Linked DNA regions of Ovis aries: region 2 is linked to region 1. A link is a contact called in public Hi-C data. All regions are on one chromosome and are shown on one strand. The core of a region is the stretch at or near the end of the contact, and the rest is flanking DNA. Distances in the headings are between cores, read along the strand shown.

The links. A called contact is a pair of places that touch in the nucleus more often than the background predicts.
Region 2: a Hi-C map of mesenteric adipose tissue shows a contact between it and region 1, with 1.9 times the contacts expected there. The contact joins the promoter of LOC121819029 here to the enhancer-like site in region 1. A contact is called at or near these places in 12 of 16 Hi-C or Micro-C datasets (blood, hypothalamus, liver and 6 more).

Annotation. Positions count from the first base shown.
Region 1 is chr1:13,874,575-13,880,419 of ARS-UI_Ramb_v3.0, reverse strand. The region is part of intron 1 of MACF1 (microtubule actin crosslinking factor 1); the gene reads right to left. Among named protein-coding and RNA genes, the nearest start is that of TRNAR-GCG, 26 kb to the left of the region's middle. Within about 2 kb of position 1,914, at least 43 of the 54 cell types and tissues checked have an H3K27ac peak or open chromatin away from gene starts, as enhancers often do. A contact at or near this core is called in hypothalamus, liver and tail adipose tissue, where this site is marked.
Region 2 is chr1:13,941,813-13,947,935 of ARS-UI_Ramb_v3.0, reverse strand. LOC121819029 reads right to left here and starts at 3,648. Exons shown (of 1, transcript XM_042245990.2): 1 at 1-3,648. The coding sequence starts at 3,430. The coding sequence ends at 2,396. The region is part of intron 5 of MACF1 (microtubule actin crosslinking factor 1); the gene reads right to left.

The DNA of each region.
Region 1 (5,845 bases), core at 665-3,164:
AGCCAAGGTATTTAACAGCTCTAAACCACCAACTCAATGAATAAAACAAAATGGGCTTCAATGGCCCTGCTTCCAAAAGGAATATGTAAGTGTAAGAGTATTAGTCAACCTTAATATCCATATCACCATTTTAAATAATCCTTCTCTTTGGGGTTCTGTTTTCCCCAGCAAAGTAAAAATAATAAGATCTAGCTATTAAACTTTCTCCAGGATACTCTGAGAGTCAGTATCTCAAATAAATGGAAAAATGTGACTTAAGAAGAAGAAGCCCTGTCTACAGGGGCTGTTTCTGAATTTTGCCAAGGTTGTTATTTTTGTCCAGAAATATCTGTGATTCCAAGTAAATGCACATTTAAAGAGAGTTAGCATCTTACTTGTATCCCACCTAAATGCAATTTTAAAAATACTTTTCCAAATAAAAACAAAACAATGGTCTCAATGGGAAATGTCTTTTAGTGTGGTCTGGCTATGAACGTGTGATCGACTTGTTTTCCTGAGATATCAGAAAATCAAGAATGCAGAAGTAGAATAGACAAGCAACTGACTGAGGGCTCGGGAGCTCAACTAAGATATAACCGGGCAGGCATGAAAATGCCAGTAGGCAGCAGCATTCAAGGCTCAGAAGAGTCTAGGCCAAGATAAAAGGCAGGTCAGAGAGACCAACTTAAACTACTTATCCATGGAAACCAAACTTTGCACACAAACAAAGAGCTAATTTTAGATCTCTGTGAGACAGTTGACCACATCCCGGCGGTAGCTCTAAGTGAAAAAGAGGTAGAACTTGCCCCCTGAAGATAAAGACAGACTTGCTAGCTTCTTTCCACTTATGAATCCCTGGAGCCTGCTCTGAACTCTAATTCAACACAAGAATCATTTTAGTCTTTCTCAGGAGAATCTACCATCAGGCTCTGCTTACCTTCTAATAACCTTCTGCTCTCATGACCCTTTACCAGGGTCCAAGGATCAAAGTCAAATGAGACATGGCTAACAGGATCTCCTCTGATAGTATCGCTTCATAACGATGTGACCTGGGGAAGCCACGAATGTTCCTGAACTTGGGTCCCTAATACTTATAATATGTATATAAATACTTGTTTCTCACCATTGGTCACAAGATTAAATAAGGAATATATGTAAAGTACATGGGTACATATCAGATGATTTAATGGACAATTTTCTTCCCCTATTTCTTGTCATTGTCTTTAAAAACTGCTCTTCAAATCTTACTCATAAAATCAATTCCATCTCAGGACTTCCCTGGAGATCCAGTGGTTAAGACTCCCTGCTTCCAACTCAAGGGGTCTCAGGGGGTGCTGGTTATTATTATTATTTTTTAATCAATTCCATGTCAACCATTGGAATAATCTGCTCTTCAAATAATTAATGTTCCACAAAGTTCACGTCTTTCGTTTCTGCTCTAAAAATAAAAAAAGTACTCTAAACAATCAAGATAAGGAATCTGATTGGTCTATCATGGGATTAGCTGGCTCTCTCCTTTAGAGTTTAATACCCCAGTGACCCCTACTGGACAAAAATAGATACAGATGACTAAATTTTACAACTAAGACAAAGAGACTCTGTGATTGCTTGATTCTAGTGAAATCCTCACACACAGAACTTTTATTATACAAGCTCAAGCTTGCCTCAAAACCCATATAACCCTTCTATGTTATACACACACAACATAGAGGACAACAACGCTAAGTGCAGTCAGCTGGTTCCTTTCACGGGAGACACCATCACCACAGTTTGGCTGGCTTACTGACTACCAAAACTGGATGCTCAGTATTCAGAGCTTTCTGATGAGTCCTTATAGAGAAAAGAGCAAGCAGAGAAGGAACAGTCACTGGCACACAACCCCTACCCCACACTACCCTGCAATTTTTCCATTCCCTGAGCTGACTCACTCTCAGCTCAGCCCAGACTCCCTGTCCACAGCCAGGGCCACTGTGTGCGGCTGGTGAGTAATGCATCCTCCCAGCTGCCTCTGACTTAACGAGTAATAAAAGGAAATGTGGGTAACAGTTTTAATGGAAGAGAACACACACCCCATCCAGGAAACAAGCATAGTTCCTCTCAACTCCCTGCAGAGTCTCAGAGCTACAGTGAATTCTCTCCAATGACAGCCAGATGGCAATGAAGAAGCAGGCAAAGGCAGAAACACCAACGAGCACATCTAAAATCTGGGGGCCACAGTCTCTATTCTGGATGAAACCGAGAGTAATGGACATGGAGCAGAGCCCAGCCCAGCCTCCTGGTCAGCTCTGGTTCGTTCCACCATAAGACTGCTTCTCTAGCAACAGCGCTGCCCAATGGAGACTGCAAGCCAGCCCCAGCATCAGACCATCTGCTATCCTGCAGCCTTATATTATGAGGCAAAGCACTGATGAAAACCAAATCTGAGGAAGAGGGAGCCTCTTAAGTAAGTATCTGCCCATCCACCCTCAGGTGCCCAAAGTGGGGACTGAGGAAACAAATGGCTTCTGGCTGTTTCGATTAGTGACTGGCATTCTTGATATTCAACAAATCCTTAAAAAAAAAAAAACAATAGTTACTGTTCAGCTTTCTCCCAATAGATACTCTTAGAGCTTCTAGCCCATCAGAAGTGATCATCAACAGAGCTATCTCAAACATTTTAGAAATGACTGCCAAGAGCTAAATAACTCAGGGAAATTCTGGAGCACCTTTGACACAATTTACCTTAAGGATATTTCAATAATCCTTGACATATATTCAAACAGCAAAACTTTAACCAGGACTCAGCTAGACTGGGTTGCCCCCTACTATATGCACTCTACTACTGAAGAAGAAAAATAATCACCCCACATACATCATAATCACTCATTTTTAAAGAATTTTTCTTGAAATCACAGCGTTTTTCACTTCAGTTGCTAATATCCTTCTCACCAGTAATCCATGGTTTCCTAAGGCCTTGGGAAAAACTATTACACAACTCAGTTTTTCACAAAATTCAAAATAAATATTCAATATCCCGATTTGTCAAAAACAAAAATCAGAAAGAACTTACCTATGACAAAATTATGTAATTACTAAGACCAAAAGAAATGTATAAAAATTTTCAACAAGAATGAAACAGAAGGCTTTCCTGGTGGCTCAGTGTGAAGAGTCCGCCTGCCAATGCAGGAGACACAGGTTCATTCCCTGGTCCGGGAGGATCCCACGCGCCTCAGAGCAACTAAGCCCGAGTGCCACAACTGCAGAGTAGCCCCTGCTCTCTGAAACCAGAGATAAAGCCCAAGCAGCAACAGCCATAAGAAAGAGATAAAATTTAAAAAAAAAAAAAAGAATGAAACAGAAAGTGCCCTCTGATTAACTCTGAATTAACCAGAATATTTAATTAAGCATGTATCCGATTTTATCAGTACATCCAGCAGCTTGAGAGCTAGACAATGAAGCGACAGTTCCATTTCTCTAGCTTATTATGACTCTAGCACCATTTAATCACACTGGATCCATTTATTTATTCATAAATGAGTTGATATTCTAGATCTCTAAATTCTTTCCCAGCTCTAAAATTCTGCGGTTCTGTGAAATATTTAGTTGCCTAGGTTCTATATTAACTATTAGCAACAACAGAAATTTTATAAACCAGTCTGGAATTTAAAATATCAACAGAAATTTGATAAACTAGAGAGTAGAAAGATAAATGGTCACTAAATTTCAGCTTTCTCTTTCTGCTAAGTGCCTTCAGGGGGCTGGGAACACGGCAACGGGTGCTGCAAGACTCCAGAAAGGATCAGGAATTGGAAGCACTCGGTACCCTGGAAGGCCTGGTGGTGGGGGAGAGATGCAGGGTGAGGTGGGACACTGACTGGCTGAATGTCTTCAGGCTCACCTGAGGTCAGAAGTGAGGTACCTCACCGAAAACAGGAGCATTAAGTGAAATTTGACATAATGAACAACACAACCCTCCCCGGTGCCCTATTGCCCTGCTTGGCAACCCCAGAGCTCTGGCTGCCAGGCTAAAGAGGCCCTAGATAAGGAGACTGGCCAGGGGAAATGGACTTTCCCTACCCGGTCAATCATGACTGCACACCAGGCAACAAGCCCCACCAATCAGCTTTTTAGGGGCTAACTCTTAATTATGAAGACCACCAAGAAACTTCAGACATAAGAGAGTCTCCAACATGAAAGACAGAGACCATATGAGCAAACAGAAGGAGCTTGAAACAAACACAGACGACACTGGAAGCAGAGGAAGACACTGAAGGGAGGCGGTAATTACTATTTTCAGAGCCTTAAAAGGCAATATCGCCAAAAACAAGAACAAGCATATAAAAATGCAATACGCAGAGAACAGGGGGAAATGCTTAGAAACACAAATTATGAGAGCAAAAATAAATACTTCCAGGAAGAGCTGGAAGGTGGAGCTGAAGATCTTCACCATAAATCGCAACAAAAATAGAGACAGAAAATATAGAGTGAGGGGGAGAGGACAGAAAATCAACAGTGGAGTCCAGTATCCAACTAACTGAAGTACCAGAAGGAGAAAATGGAAGAGAGGAAATTATAAAGAACTAATAAATGAAAGAGGTGTTTTCAAATAAAGAAGACCCACAGAGAACCTAACTCAGTAAGTAAAAATGATCCTCATCAGTACACATCTTCATCATATTTCAGAATATCAGAGATAAAAATAAAATCCTAAGAGCTATCAAAAAGAAAACAGATCACAAACAAAGGTCAGGAACCAGAGTGCCACTGGACTTCTCAAGAGCAACACTGAAAGCCAGTCATTTGTAACCTAGCACTCTACACCCTCCATTAAATGAAAAGGAGAATAAAGACGTTTTCAAATAAGCAAATCTCAAAAATATGAATCTCTCAAGGGTCCTTTCTCAGGAAGCTACTCTACGATATATTCCAATGAAGAGATGCAGTAAACCAAGAAAGATGAACGCAGGAGATCCAGGAAACATGGTAGCCCATATAGAAGAGAGGCAAAGGAACTCCCCAGTCTGATGGCAAAGGGGAGACTCAGGGCTGAGCTTTACAAAAAGCTGAAGCAGGAAAACAGAAAACTCTTCGTGGGGTCGAGGGGGGGGGGTGTCTCCAAAGGAAATAATGAACCAAAAGATTATGTGATATGTTCCAACACACAGAGTTGCCTTACACTCCCATAGGAGAGCATGGAGATAGGTACATAGAATGGTAAACAAATGATAACATAGGACAATTGCTAATCCCAGGAAAAAATTTTAAAAATTGGTCAAGAAAGTAAATATAATTGTAGAATACTATGTGCCACAGCTTTAAGCAACTTTATATGATCATAACCATCTAAACACTGAGCACCTAGCAATGGAAATAATACATGACAACAGAAACCAGGGAAAGAGCAGGGATGAAAAAACTAAACCCAAACTTCCTAGAGTAGAACATCAACAGATAATGTCTAAAACTGAAAATTCAAGTCACTAGTACAAGAGTATATTTAATAAGTGTAGTGGAAGATGGAGAAGGCGATGGCACCCCACTCCAGTACTCTTGCCTGGAAAATCCCATGGATGGAGGAGCCTGATAGGCTGCAGTCCATGGGGTCTCGAAGAGTCGGACTCGACTGAGCGACTTCCCTTTCACTTTTCACTTTCCTGCATTGGAGAAGGAAACGGCAACCCTCTCCAGTGTTCTTGCTTGGAAAATCCCAGGGACTGCGGAGCCTGGTGGGCTGCCAGCCGTGGGGTCGCACAGAGTCGGACACGACTGAAGTGACTTAGCAGCAGCAGCAGCAGCGGAAAATACTAAAAGAAACAGCTAAATGACTTGGAAGTAGTTCTCACAGGTACGAAGGGATAGAACAGGAAATGACTTTTGTTAGAAACTT
Region 2 (6,123 bases), core at 2,399-4,898, 66 kb before region 1:
ATGCCAAGGACAGGCACCACTCCGGAGCGCAAAGTTTGCTGTTTTTCACCCTGACATGTTAAACATGAAACAAAACAAGAACCAACCAACAAACAAAAAATCAACTCTACTGGAGTGCCTGCTGTTCCCTCTTTAGGAAGGAGCTGGTGTGTGACCAGCAGCAGCTGCTCTCCTGACCCCTGCGTCCTCCCAGGGCCCTCATATTCCAGTCAGATGCTCTCGCCCTGAGGCTCAACCCACATTTCCCAGGAAATCTGCAGTGTCAGAACACGCTCCCCTGCCTCTCTTGCTGTCCCCTGGCCTTGTGAGCAGCCTACCAGGCAGGGCGCAGCTCCCTGAAGACCTTCAGGGACCGAGGAGGGTTTCGGGCCCCTGTGACCTTAAAGACCTTCATCCTTAAGGGATAAGGGACACTTATCTTGAGAAGTCACTTCTTATCTGTGATACAGGATGTTCATACAGTCTGTGGTCCCTGCATCACCAGATGGACACAGAACCTCAAAGACACGCTAGACTTCTGAGCTGACTCCAGGTCACCTAGTTTTTCTTCCTAGGCCCTAACTGTGTAGTCTGGTCGTGTCTGCTCTCGGGGAAGCTGGGACAGGATGTAGAGCCTGACTGCCCAGAAAGCACCGCACACCAGTGCGATTCTCATACTGAACAGCCCAAGAATCACACTGCTGTTGATTTGGTCAAACTATAGACCATGGTCCAGAGGTCTCTTCTACCAATCTCTTCTTGGAGGCTCCTCACAGAGTTGTCCAGAGCCTTCCTGTTCCAAAAGTACCACAGTCACCTACGGGACATTATCTTGAACTGACTTCTGCTAAATGTGAGCTCCTTCACATTTTATATTCCAAACTTTCCGAAAACCTCGCTCTAAATTCTGAGCATGTATCCTAAATCATCACGACGCCTCCACAACTTCAGGAATATCAAAAGAGTGATCAGTTCAGCCGCTGGTTCTGCCGCAATTACTCTACATCCGTTCTGTACCAAGGTAAAAGCTGACTTTGACGTTCCCTCTTATCCAATGAAACTCAGATACACCCCACCCCAGCAGCCTCACTGCCTCCCTCCCCACCTTAATACACACACACCCACTTTTATATGAAAAGCCCAAGGCTTTTATAATAATATTATAAATTTATAATAAATATTTTTCAATGACCATTTTTTCCTCCAACTGTTCTCCAACTGTTTCCTCCAACTGTCCAAACTCTATAATAACAAAGGGCACTGAAATGGGCCTATCCGTGGGGGAAATTCATCACCCAAACAGGCAATTTAATCACAGGTCACCTTAAATTTGCATCTCTCCCCAGTGTCCTGCTGTTGGTGAGAAGCAGAGCATGAGCAGGTGGGACCCTGTCTGCTCCGCAGGCACCAGGGCACCTGACCACAGCCCAACATGGAAAATGCCCGGCTCCATCTTCTACCTCTGGCCCCCTAAAGTTTTTTTCTTCTGCTGCAGAGACCAATATGCCAACAAAAGTTCTTCAGTCACTGATAATTATAACTTCAGCCACCTACACATTCACCTCATATGTGCCAGACCAAACCCTGCACCACCTGGGGTTTTCCCTCCTCTCTCTGTTCAGAGCTCTTAAATTCTCACCTGCTCCTTGACTCCTAAAAACATTCACAGCACCCACCACCTATCACTACCACCACCTCCACTTATGTCTGAATACGTATCTCACAAACAAAAACATGTTAGGGACATAAACAAGTCTAATCAGAAAACTCTTTCTAACCTTGAACCTTCAGACTGCTCTAAACCTCTCTATCTGCCCCCTCAAGCTCTGGGCTAATCTCTAACCTATGTCCCTCTCCTCCAGTGCTGGAATTAGGAACCAGTAGAGGACTAGCCGCTCCACCTCAGGAATGGGTGTTGTCGTTAGCAGTGTCCCCTGGGGGGAAAGATTACATCAGCTCCAGGAAGGACACCATTCTCCAGGGAGAAGAGCAGTCACACTCACACAGAAGACAGGGCCTCCCCCGACCCCTTCCACCTCACTTCAAAGAGTCAGCCAGCTTCCCCATCACCTCGGTGTGTACCACAATTTCCCACAGCATGGAAGCTGATAAATAGACCTGCTGAGAGTGAAGTATTACCTAGCCCTGCACCTTGAGAGATAACCCCACCAGATAGCTGGAGCAATTATGCGGCATGATCACCCAGAGTCAGGGAGTCCCCAGAGACAAGAAGCTGGTTTCAAGCATCAAGGGGCAGACCTGAAACAGATTCTGCTTGCCGAGCGTAGCAGGGGCTAACTCCCGGTATCCGACTGACAGGTAAAGTGTAAGAAGCAGCACCGCGCTCCTCACTGCTCGCTGCACTCCACTTCTGTAAGTTTGAGGCCAGTAATGCAAACCGCCGCTTGACTATCCCTTAAGCATGCCCACCCGTCAACTCTAGACCCCATGAGGGGGTGTGGCTTGCCTCCAAAGAAAGGGTGCCATCCTCTTCTGAGAAGGACGTGGAGCTCTTTTCAGGCTCCGGGTCTTTAGGCTGGATTCCAAGTAAGTGGGGCCCGTCGCTGCCATAGCCGGAGGAGGACGGCAAGATGCTCAGAGTCGGGCCACTGATGGATACGTCGCTCTGAGAAGTAGGCAGTCTGGGCACCTGGAGGGGCACTCGACCCACACAGGCAGGCTCTGTGCAGCTCTGGCCTCTCAGCTGGTCTGGCAGTGATGAAGAAGCGGAATGTTCCACAGTCCAGGGACCTGTCTGAGGGGCACTTAAGATGCCCTTGGTTCCTCCACCAACACTCCAGCCAGCAGAAAGACTGTCTGTGTCGGCGGGGTGGTCTGTCCTGGGGGAAGCGCTGCTCCTAATTCCGAGTGGAGCGGCTCCTTTCTCCACTGCAGTCCCCCTGTGCAAAGGCAGCAGCACGGCCCTGCTGCTGCAGGAGGCTGTCCTCGGAAATTCCACCAGTTGGCTCACTGACTTCTCGCAGTTCCTTTCTGCCGGGTTATCGAGCAGGTGAGCGATGACAGTCGTCCCCTCTTCCAGGGAATCCCAGACCCCTCCGGCAACTGATGACTCATTCTCCAACAAAAGCTGAGCGGTCTGGATCTCCCCCTGGAACCTCTCCTTCACCTGAACGATCATGCCCTGGGCTCCCAGCCCTGAACTGGGGGCTGAGTCCCTGGGCAGTAACACGTTCGCGGGTGGTGGTGGCTCAGCCCCTCCCACTCCTTCCCCCTTCTGGAGACTCACTGTTAACTTCGTCAGGGTTCCAGTCTCTTCGAGGGCTCCAGTTCCCTGCAAGGGTTCTTCCTCACGGGGTGCTGCTGGAGTAGGGGTTTTCTTCCCCTTCCACTTCCTTTTGAACCGAACCCTTTTCTTAGGAGATATGGGAGCCTTCTCGGGAACGGCTATTGAATCTTTCGGCTCCTTAACACAGCCCAGCGAATTTCCCATTGCTTTCCTCTCCTAATCTCTGCAAAAACGCAGCTAAGCCAGTCCTGGGATCCCAGAGAAATCCCAACCTCGGCTTCATCGGATTAGATGTACATTCAAAAACATGCACTATGCCGGCAACCCCTCCAATTCTTCCTCCCTCCCTCCCCGCCTCTCTCTGTCTCCCAGCCGCTGCCGATTCAGACAGCCATCTTACAGGCTCAGAGCTGCAACAAGACAAATTCAAAGCATCTCACTGCAGTTCAGAAATCACTTGACCTAAAAGCAGACAGAAACCGGATTGGCTACAGCTTCCTCTCTCCAAATATGAGGTAATTGGAGCACGGCCCTCAGAAACACAAACAGAAAGCAAAAAGGGGCTAGAAACCAGGGGAGGGGAGGAATTAGGGAGGGCGGGAAGGAGGGAGGGAATGTAAGAGTAAATGGAAAAGGGAGGGGGAAAGAAGAGAGGCCCTGGGAGAAGGTAACGTGAAGAAAGGAGGAGGAGAAAGAGGGGGAAAGCGAACCAGCCGCTGGTACCAACCAGGAAGGGAAGGGCCGAGGAGAACCAGGGCCGGGGAGAACCAAGGCCGAGAAGAACCAGGGCCAAGGACTATGGCCCCCAAACTGTGAAGGGAGCTAGATTTCAATAGCTGCACTGACATGTCCAAAAGAAAATATCTAACAGGATTAACATATTCTCGGAATTTTCAGGTCAAGAAACAATAAAATGATAACCTGGAGACCAGAGCCTAATCTTCATAGGAAAAAGATCTCGACTTTTGCAGCATTTCTTTCCCTCCTTTTCAGAGAGAGAGAAAGACAGACATCTGTTAATTCTGCTGGCCGGTGACACACAGAGGGAACACCCGGAAATCAGTGTTGAGTACAGTATTAAGGATGTTGGGTAAAAAGGATACCACTTACAAACACAACAGAGAAGCAGTGTTTCTGCTGAACAATACTTGACATGACCGTTCAACAGTGATTGCTGCTGCTGCTGCTGCTGCTGCTGCTGCTGACAGCTAGCGCAGTTTTAGCATTTTGTCATGGACCACGCCCTGTGCTAAGCTATGGATTATCTCATTCAATTCCCACAGTAACCAAATGAAGTCAAAACTATCATTTTACACTTTACAGGTACAGAAACTAAGGGTCAAGGAAAATGGATTTATTTGCTCAAGGCTACAGTCAGAACATGGACGCCTGTTTAAGACTTTGAACTTGAACCCCAAGTTACACTGCTTTCTACTTGCAGCGGGGATGCAAGTCTGTATTCAGTTAAGTAAAACAGGAAGATACTCCACTGTTTTGAATTGGCAACTAGACTCACAAAGACCAAGAACTCAAATGAAAAGATAACTTGCTATTTGGGAGTGAGAGAGGAAGTTGCTAAAATGAGGCCCAGATGGTTTTTACTCAAACTGCAGCAGGGCAGGAAGTCTGAATTAAAGGCCTGAAAAGTTGGATTCAAAAACTACCCTGTTGTGCCAGTGGGGCTTGCCCACCTTTTTTTTTTTTTTTTTTTTAAAGTATACACGTGACAGATAACAGCACAGTCCAAAGGGCTCCAAATGGAGTGGAAGGACAGAGGCTACACATGTTTTCTCCCAGTTGAAGTTATTTATTCTATACCAGTAGGATCCAGACCATTCTGCAGAGAGAAATAGCTGGCCTGGCTCTAAGTAAGCCTACCCACCTCTCCTGGAGACCTGAAAAATGCCCGACATGAAGGAAAGCATGAGAAGCCCTGAAGTCACAGCTCCTACACAGTGCTTGATGCCGTATTGATGCTAGAGTGCCGGACCTCTGCAGGTGGTATTCTTTCTCCCTTCTACCCTAGGCCTTTCCCAAGGCTGACTGCGAAGCTGCAGCACCACCTTCAGTTCAGTTCAGTTCAGTTGCTCAGTCATGTCCGACTCTTTGAGACCCCATGAATCGCAGCATGCCAGGCCTCCCTGTCCATCACCATCTCCTTATGACCATGATAAACCACAGCAAGAAACAGGACCAGGAGGTTAGCAGGGGAGAGAAACTCCATTAGACTCCAGGAAATCACCTAATCAGCAAAAACTCTGACATTACAATATAACTCTCCAGGCAGGCATCAGACCTTCACTCCTCCAATGAAGAGTGCTTGAACTAAGGGACTTCACAGATGCACACCCCAAGGCCCAAGCTTAAATTCTGTTCCTGTTCAGTACAGTTCAGTCACTCAGTCATGTCTGACTCTGCGACACCATGGCCTGCAGCACACCAGGCCTCCCTATCCATCACTAACTCCTGAAGTTTACTCAAACTCATGTCCATTGAGTCAGTGATGCCATCCAACCATCTCTTCCTCTGTTGTCCCTTTCTCCTCCTGCCCTCAATCTTTGCCAGCATGAGGGTCTTTTCAAATGAGTCAGTTCTTCGCATCAGGTGGCCAAAGTATTGGAGTTTCAGCTTCAGCATCAGTCCTTCCAATGAATATTCAGGTCTAATTTCCATTAGGATGGACTGGTTGGATCTCCCTGCAATCCAAGGGACTCTCAAAGTCTTCCCACCACCACAGTACAAAAGCATCAATTCTTCAGTGCTCAGCTTTCTTTATAGTCCAACTCTCACATCCACACATGACTACTGGAAAAACTATGGCTCTGACTAGATGGACCTTTGTTGGTAAAGTCTCTGCTTTTTAATATGCTATCTAGGTTGGTCATAATGTTTCTTCC